Linked DNA regions of Mus musculus: region 2 is linked to region 1. A link is a contact called in public Hi-C data. All regions are on one chromosome and are shown on one strand. Each heading gives the region's core, a stretch centred on a gene start, on an enhancer-like site or on the middle of the called end of the contact. The rest is flanking DNA. Distances are from core to core; before and after follow the strand shown.

Region 1 (3,375 bases), core at 473-2,972:
GTGTGGTGGTGATAACACATGCCAGGTTTTGTTGCTGGCTGCTAGAGTGAAGGGGAAGACAGTGCCCTTTGACCTGAGAGAAGTACAATAAAGCTTATCAGATCCTCGCCAGACATCATTAAAGGAAGTGAGTTGAGGAGGCCACCTCGGTAGGAAGCATATATTTTAGAAAGCTGTCACTGCTAATCTTCTGTGTTGTGGCATGAGACAATTGTTTCTGCAAATATCAGTCCTTCCAGACAATGACACTCTTCTAAAGGTACAGTGCAGTAGGCAGTAAGAAAAGCATACCAGGCCGTAAATTACTCTCACCAGAACAATATTCTCATGATAATTATTGGAAAACTAAGTCTGAACTCCATTAAGTAAAAAGAACAGTGACTAATGCAAAATTTTATAAACTTTAAAACAGTAGGGTCCAGTGTGCGTATGCGTGTGCGTGTAAGGGTATTTTTCCTGTATGCATGTCTGTATACCACATGTGTGCCTGGTGCCACTGGAGGTCAGAAGAGGGGACTGGCTCCCCTGGAGGAATAGATAATTTTGAGCAGCTTTATTGGTGCTGGGACTCTTCCTCTGAAAGAGCAAGAAGCTCTCTTAACTGCTGAACCATCTCTCCAGCCTTCTACTTAATTTCTAACCGCCGTTACCTTAGACAGTTTCAATCTAGTCCTACAGACTTTCAGCTTATTAAGAGAACTCCAGAATGTTTGTCTCTGTATAAAACAACTCAATCTTTGAAATGTTGACAATAAGTTCAAAATTTGTTATTTACAAACATTGAACTAGACATACAAAACAAGACTGCTGATTTTCGTTCTAGGAGCACTGTTATGCACCAGCCAGGCTAGGACAATTCCAGCAGCAATATACAACTCTCCAGTATCACATGGAGTTTGTGTTGGGAGGTAAGTTGTGTCTTCCTTTTTAAGAAGTTTTTTTATTTTCTAATATTATAGGAAAAAAATAGGATAAATAATTCCCGAAGTTCCTTGTACCCGAACTGATTCCAAGTGACATACAGAGCTCTGGACACAGGTCTGCACCTTAGGAAATAACTAAGTGCTTCTGAGGCTTGCTGACTTCTAATTGTACTCATTAAATGAGTCAAAAATATAAGAATTTGGATAGAAAATCATAACCATAAAGGGATTAATATTTGTTAAATGTATATAGAATCATGTGTCTTTCAATTCCAAAGTATAGTAGAGTATATAAGATTTCCATTAAAAAAATAAGCATTAGGATGACATCAGCAAGATAAGAATAGTAAGAATTTCTCATACCTGCTCTTTTATAGTAACGTCAAATCTCCAGTTGCATAAATGGGAAATCTGGAAACCAGTTAAGAGATTCCTATATTCCAAGCAAGTATGAGCTGGCTGCATCAAAGACAGCAAGGCACTCTGGACCCTCATCACAGTCCTTTCTGACTGACCTACATGACCAGGAGGGAGCTCTCAGCTTCTCACTTCTCTCTAGAGAGTTGGGGGAAGAGGGTGAGACTAGATTTCACATTGTGACTTCCTGAGAGGCCCTCTGAGGTTCTAGTTTATACCACTGCCTCAGGAACCAGAGTTGGCAATAGGACCCAACATATTTGAGATGCACGGAGAGAGCTGGGCAGCATGCTGCTGCCTCCAAGGAACCCACAGAAGGGCAGACAAGGTCTGTGTGATTAGGTAGCCACTCCCCCAGCAGCTAAGACAAGAGTAAAGCATGTGTCATGTTGCTTTTTCTGGACAGCATCCAAATGACTGATTCCTGTCTTAGCTACATAAGAACATGGTTGAAACGGAACAGATTCCAATGAGACATGCTGCAACTTCAGAGGATCCAGCAAATAGAGACCAAATTAACTCAAAGCCATTCCCTCGTGAGGGCAAGAAAAGAGTGGGAAATCTGTTCCAAATTTATGGTAGACTCGCAGAGGAGCTGGTCTGTCTCTCCACCTGGGCAAATAGGCAGGTCCTTGAATGACCAGGATGCTTAGAGCTCACAGAACTCAAAGGACAGGAGTTGATATACAACTGTCCTCAAAGATCCAGACAGACAGTGGCCTACAGACTTTGGTGGCAGAGGAAATGTGTTCTAGCTTTGGGACAATATCCATGAAAGACTGATTCCTATCAGGCTCTACTAGCTATAAGATGCTAGTAAGACCACAGAATGTTCCAGAAGCCTGAAAGCAGCTAAGAACAACAGAGTTGGATGCATACGGCTTCTTGAGGGGACCTGTGGTATAGCAAACCAATAAAAGAGAGGAACTCATTGAGAACGTCTAAGAAAAACAGGAAGATATCTCTAGTGAGCAATATACATGGACAACTTCTGAGAAAGACACAAATGTTCAAAATCTCTAGCCAATCTAAAGGCCTAGGGTCTTTCTGCATATAAAACCCACCTATAAAAAACAGTAAAAGTTGTTTTGTTTTCAAATGAATAGATGTCAACATTAAAGTTACAAGGAGCATAAATAAAAAGAGTAAAGGGATGGGGGGGGGGGTGCTGGAGAGATGGCTCAGCAGTTAAGGGCACTGACTGCTCTTCCAGAAGATCCAGATTCAAATCCCAGCCCTCACATGACAGCTCACATGTGTCTGTAACTCCAAGATCTGAACCTCCCACACAGACATATATAAGGCAAGACAACAATGCACATAAAATAAAAGTAAATAAACTTAAAGAAAAAGAGGGTTAAATGGTCAACCAAAAATATAAAATATTAAAAATATTCAGAAACCCACTATTAAAAAATTTAAGAATTTTAATGAGCTGTTAAACAATTAAAAATAAGAATGCTCAGTGAAGACTGATGACATAGCTTAGCAGGAAAAAGTACGTGTCACACAAGCCTACCTATCTGAGTTGGTTTGCCTGAATCTATGACAGAAGAGAAACTACTCCCGAAAATTATTCTCTAACCTTCACACATGCAATGTGACAGTTGAGTACACACACATCATGCACACAGGACAATAATAAATAAATTGTTTTCAATGAGATGAAGAAAATTACCCATTGGCAAATGAGACTTTTAGTAGAGAATGTTTTAATTTTTAATCAGAGCTTTATAATATAGTAAGCAAATAGAAATTTCATGAAAGAGCGCAAGCAGAAAATCTAGTAAAGTACTTACATAACAAACAGACAAGCAAATTCAGGATGAGGCATTTTAAATAATCCATTCAGTGGAACAGGGGAAAATGAAAGTGTTAAGGAGATCTAAGGAGATAATGAAATCTGATCACATGGATATTATGTACACCATAGAGGCTGCAGAGAAAGAAAGAGAAAAAAGTGAACATGAAATTTTATTTGTTTATTTTAATGACTAAAAACTTTCCAAATCTATGAGGAGGAAGGAATATCCAA
Region 2 (3,375 bases), core at 598-3,097, 390 kb before region 1:
GAACTGGGGCATATAAAGTTTGCTAGACCAAGGGGCCTCTCTTCCCAATGATGGCCGACTAGGCCATCTTCTGCTACATATGCAGCTAGAGACACGAGCTCTGGGGGGTACTGATTAGTTCATATTGTTGTTCCACCTATAATGTTGCAGACCCCTTCAGCTCCTTGGGTACTTTCTCTAGCTCCTCCATTGGGGGGCCCTGTATTCCATCTTATAGATGACTGTGAGCATCCACTTCTGTATTTGCCCGGCACTGGCAAAGCCTCACAGGAGACAGCTATATCAGGGGTCCCTTCAGCAAAATCTTGCTGGGGTATGCAATAGTGTTTGTGTTTGGTGGCTGATTATGGGATGGATCCCCGGGTGGGGCAGTCTCTGGATGGTCCATCCTTTTGTCTTAGATCCAAATGTTGTCTCTGCAACTCCTTCCATGGATATTTTATACCGTATTCTAGGGAGAAATGAAGTATCCACGCGTTGGTCTTCCTTCTTCGTGATTTTCTTGTGTTTTGGAGATTGTATCTTGGGTATTGTAGCTTTCTGGGCTAATATCCACTTATCAGTGAGTGCATATCAAGTGACTTGTTTTGTGATTGGGTTACCTCACTCAGGATGATATCCTCCAGATACATCCATTTGCCCAAGAATTTCATAAATTCATTGTTTTTAATAGCTGAGTAGCACTCCATTGTGTAAATGTACCACATTTTCTGTATCCATTCTTCTGTTGAGGGACATTTGTGTTTTTTCCAGCTTCTGGCTATTATAAATAGAGCTGCTATGAACATAGTGGAGAATGTGTCCTTATCACATGTTCGAACATCTTCTGGGTATATGCTCAGGAGAGGTATTGCTGGATCTAGTGGTAGTACTATGTCCAGTTTTCTGAGGAACCGCCAGACTGATTTCCAGAGTGGTTGTATCAGCTTGCAATCCCACCAGCAATGGAGGAGTGTTCCTCTTTCTCCACATCCTCACCAGCATCTGCTGTCATGTGAATTTTTTGATCCTAGCCATTCTGACTGGTGTGAGGTGGAATCTCAGGGTTGTTTTGATTTGCATTTCTCTGATGATTAAGGATATTGTACATTTTTTCAAGTGCTTCTCAGCGGATTCTTATTTTTCTCAACCACATAATCACTGTTAGATCATGTCTGTGAATGGGGTGAGATAAAAGTTTCTTATAATTAGAATACACAGGGCACCTTAATTATAAATAAAAGAACAGTCATATGAGCTGCGTCACTATTTTGCAGTATTCCAGATACCATTTTTAGGAATCCTTAGAAAACACTGAATTTTATTCTGTCAAAGAACAGCAAGCTTCATAGGTTTTGGTGCATCCAAAAAGACAGATGTGTCAGTCATTGTAGTGCTATGGCAAATAAAATAACTAAGCATCTATTTGCTGCACCTGACAGTCCCCATAATATTTAATTAGATCTTCTTACACTAACTTACTTTTGGTAAAGCTGAAGGTTTTTTTTTAATAATTCAAAAATGATTTTCCTATGAAGGTATAATAATTGTACTGAAAGTAAAATTGTGTTATCTTATTAAAGTTTTGTGAGATGGTTCCTTTCTCTCTCTCTCTCTCTCTCTCTCTCTCTCTCTCTCTCTCTCTCTCTCTCTCTTTCTTCCTCTCTTTCTCTCTTTCTCTCTCTCTCTCTCTCTCTTTCTCTTTCTTTCTTATTTCTGAGCTGTGCATTTCTTAATAAAGAATTCCCAACTAGGTCCCAAAATAGAGCATGTGTAATTGTCCTTTGTCCCATTGCCTGTCTTTGGGAACTCATGAGTGCTCTGTCCCTTAATGTGTCAGCTTCCTCTACACCCTGCATTTCAGATGACTCAGTGTTCCTCACAGCAAGGTCTGAGTGCACCGAAAGCCAACATGTATGTGACAGCTAGCTGCCTTTGTCTTCCTGATATTCCCAATGTGATGTGACGCCAAATCACGTCTTATAATCTTGCTTCATAATGATAGCAGGGAAGAACCTGTAAGAGGAGATTTTTTTTTAATAGAAAATAACTGGGTTTGGCTTCCCAATGTGTGTATCATAATTTGGCATCAGGGAAGATTATACAATATTTTAGAATATCACTCCAATGTGAAAATTGTAGCATGTATTTAGTAGTTTTGAAGAAATGGAATGAGAGGTACAAATTTAAACTGCTGTCTCTTCAGTTGCTTCATCCCATATGACTTATTGAGCATGGTAGTGTGTGTGTAATGCTAAATGTGCCTTTCTAATTATTTTTATTTTAACAATTAACTTTAAAGTGCAAATTAATTTAAAATCCAGCAACTAATAGGTTCAAAATATCATCACCATGGCGATGAAACATGTAACTAAAAGTAGGAATTGACTTCCATTCATCAGTTTGAATCAATGATGGTTTTGTTTTGGTCTAATAAAATAGCCCAAAGCTGAGACCAAGGAGACATGATGCCTGGTTTTAGCTCAGTGCCACTGTCGTGGAACATATTGTAATTCACTAACTCCCTTGGCTCCTATATTCTAAGTCTGAAGTCTGTAAAGCAAGCAGATGACACTGCAAGATTTTCAAGTCCTCCTCAGTTCTGAGAATCTGGCATATCTGTTAAAATCCTTTGTCCTAAAGATGAGCTGAAAACCCATCAGCATATGCATTTCTTTCTAACTAATAACAACATGGTCACACTTCTGGTCTTCTAGCTCCAAGCATTTTGGAATGGTTAATTTACACAATCACTTGGCACACTCCAAAACCTGACTAATGAGAGATAGAAGGGGACAAAGAGCAACCTCTCTGACTACATTATACTTTGAAAGGGACCTAATAATAGCTATCACTGATGTTTAATAATCTTGCTCAAAGGTCTTTTGACACAAAATGGTAAAAATATCAATGATAATGCATTTCTAAATATTTTCTAGGAATATTTCACGTTTAAATCTTTACCTAATTTGAATTGAATCTAAGATATTTTCCCACAAATTTAAGATTCATGTTTCACACACCTTTACTAGTTTATCCTGATCATATTGCCTAAAAATTCTGTTCAGTAATTATTACAAAATTATAGTAACCAAGTTGTTTGGATTTTAGCTTCCATTTGGCTTTTCTTTTAGCTTGAACACTAGAATTATTTGTTAATTCTGCTATACTTAGTGTTATTTTGAAGTTAAATAATCAATCTTGGTCTTGGAAATATGAATATAAATATTGGTCAAGAATAAACAGTTATTATTATTTTATTTTCTATCTGGCCTTAATTAATCTTTCAGTCAAAGCATGTTAAATATCTTTTATCAACTATGTCAATCTTGATAAAATATTTTCTTCTAAAATATGCTATAATGAATACAATAAAATATAACTCTATTTATTTAT

What was found. A called contact is a pair of places that touch in the nucleus more often than the background predicts.
Region 2: a contact with region 1 is called in a Hi-C map of bone marrow-derived macrophages, with 14 read pairs. The contact joins two enhancer-like sites. A contact is called at or near these places in 1 of 484 Hi-C or Micro-C datasets (bone marrow-derived macrophages) and 1 of 115 datasets of contacts at active chromatin or transcription factors (embryonic stem cells).

The regions. Positions count from the first base shown.
Region 1 is chr2:84,016,843-84,020,217 of GRCm38.p6, reverse strand. No RefSeq gene overlaps it. Among named protein-coding and RNA genes, the nearest start is that of Zswim2, 77 kb to the right of the region's middle. Within about 2 kb of position 1,722, at least 36 of the 459 cell types and tissues checked have an H3K27ac peak or open chromatin away from gene starts, as enhancers often do. A contact at or near this core is called in bone marrow-derived macrophages, where this site is marked.
Region 2 is chr2:84,403,488-84,406,862 of GRCm38.p6, reverse strand. All of the region lies in intron 2 of Calcrl (calcitonin receptor-like), which reads left to right. Among named protein-coding and RNA genes, the nearest start is that of Calcrl, 20 kb to the left of the region's middle. Within about 2 kb of position 1,847, at least 6 of the 459 cell types and tissues checked have an H3K27ac peak or open chromatin away from gene starts, as enhancers often do. A contact at or near this core is called in bone marrow-derived macrophages, where this site is marked.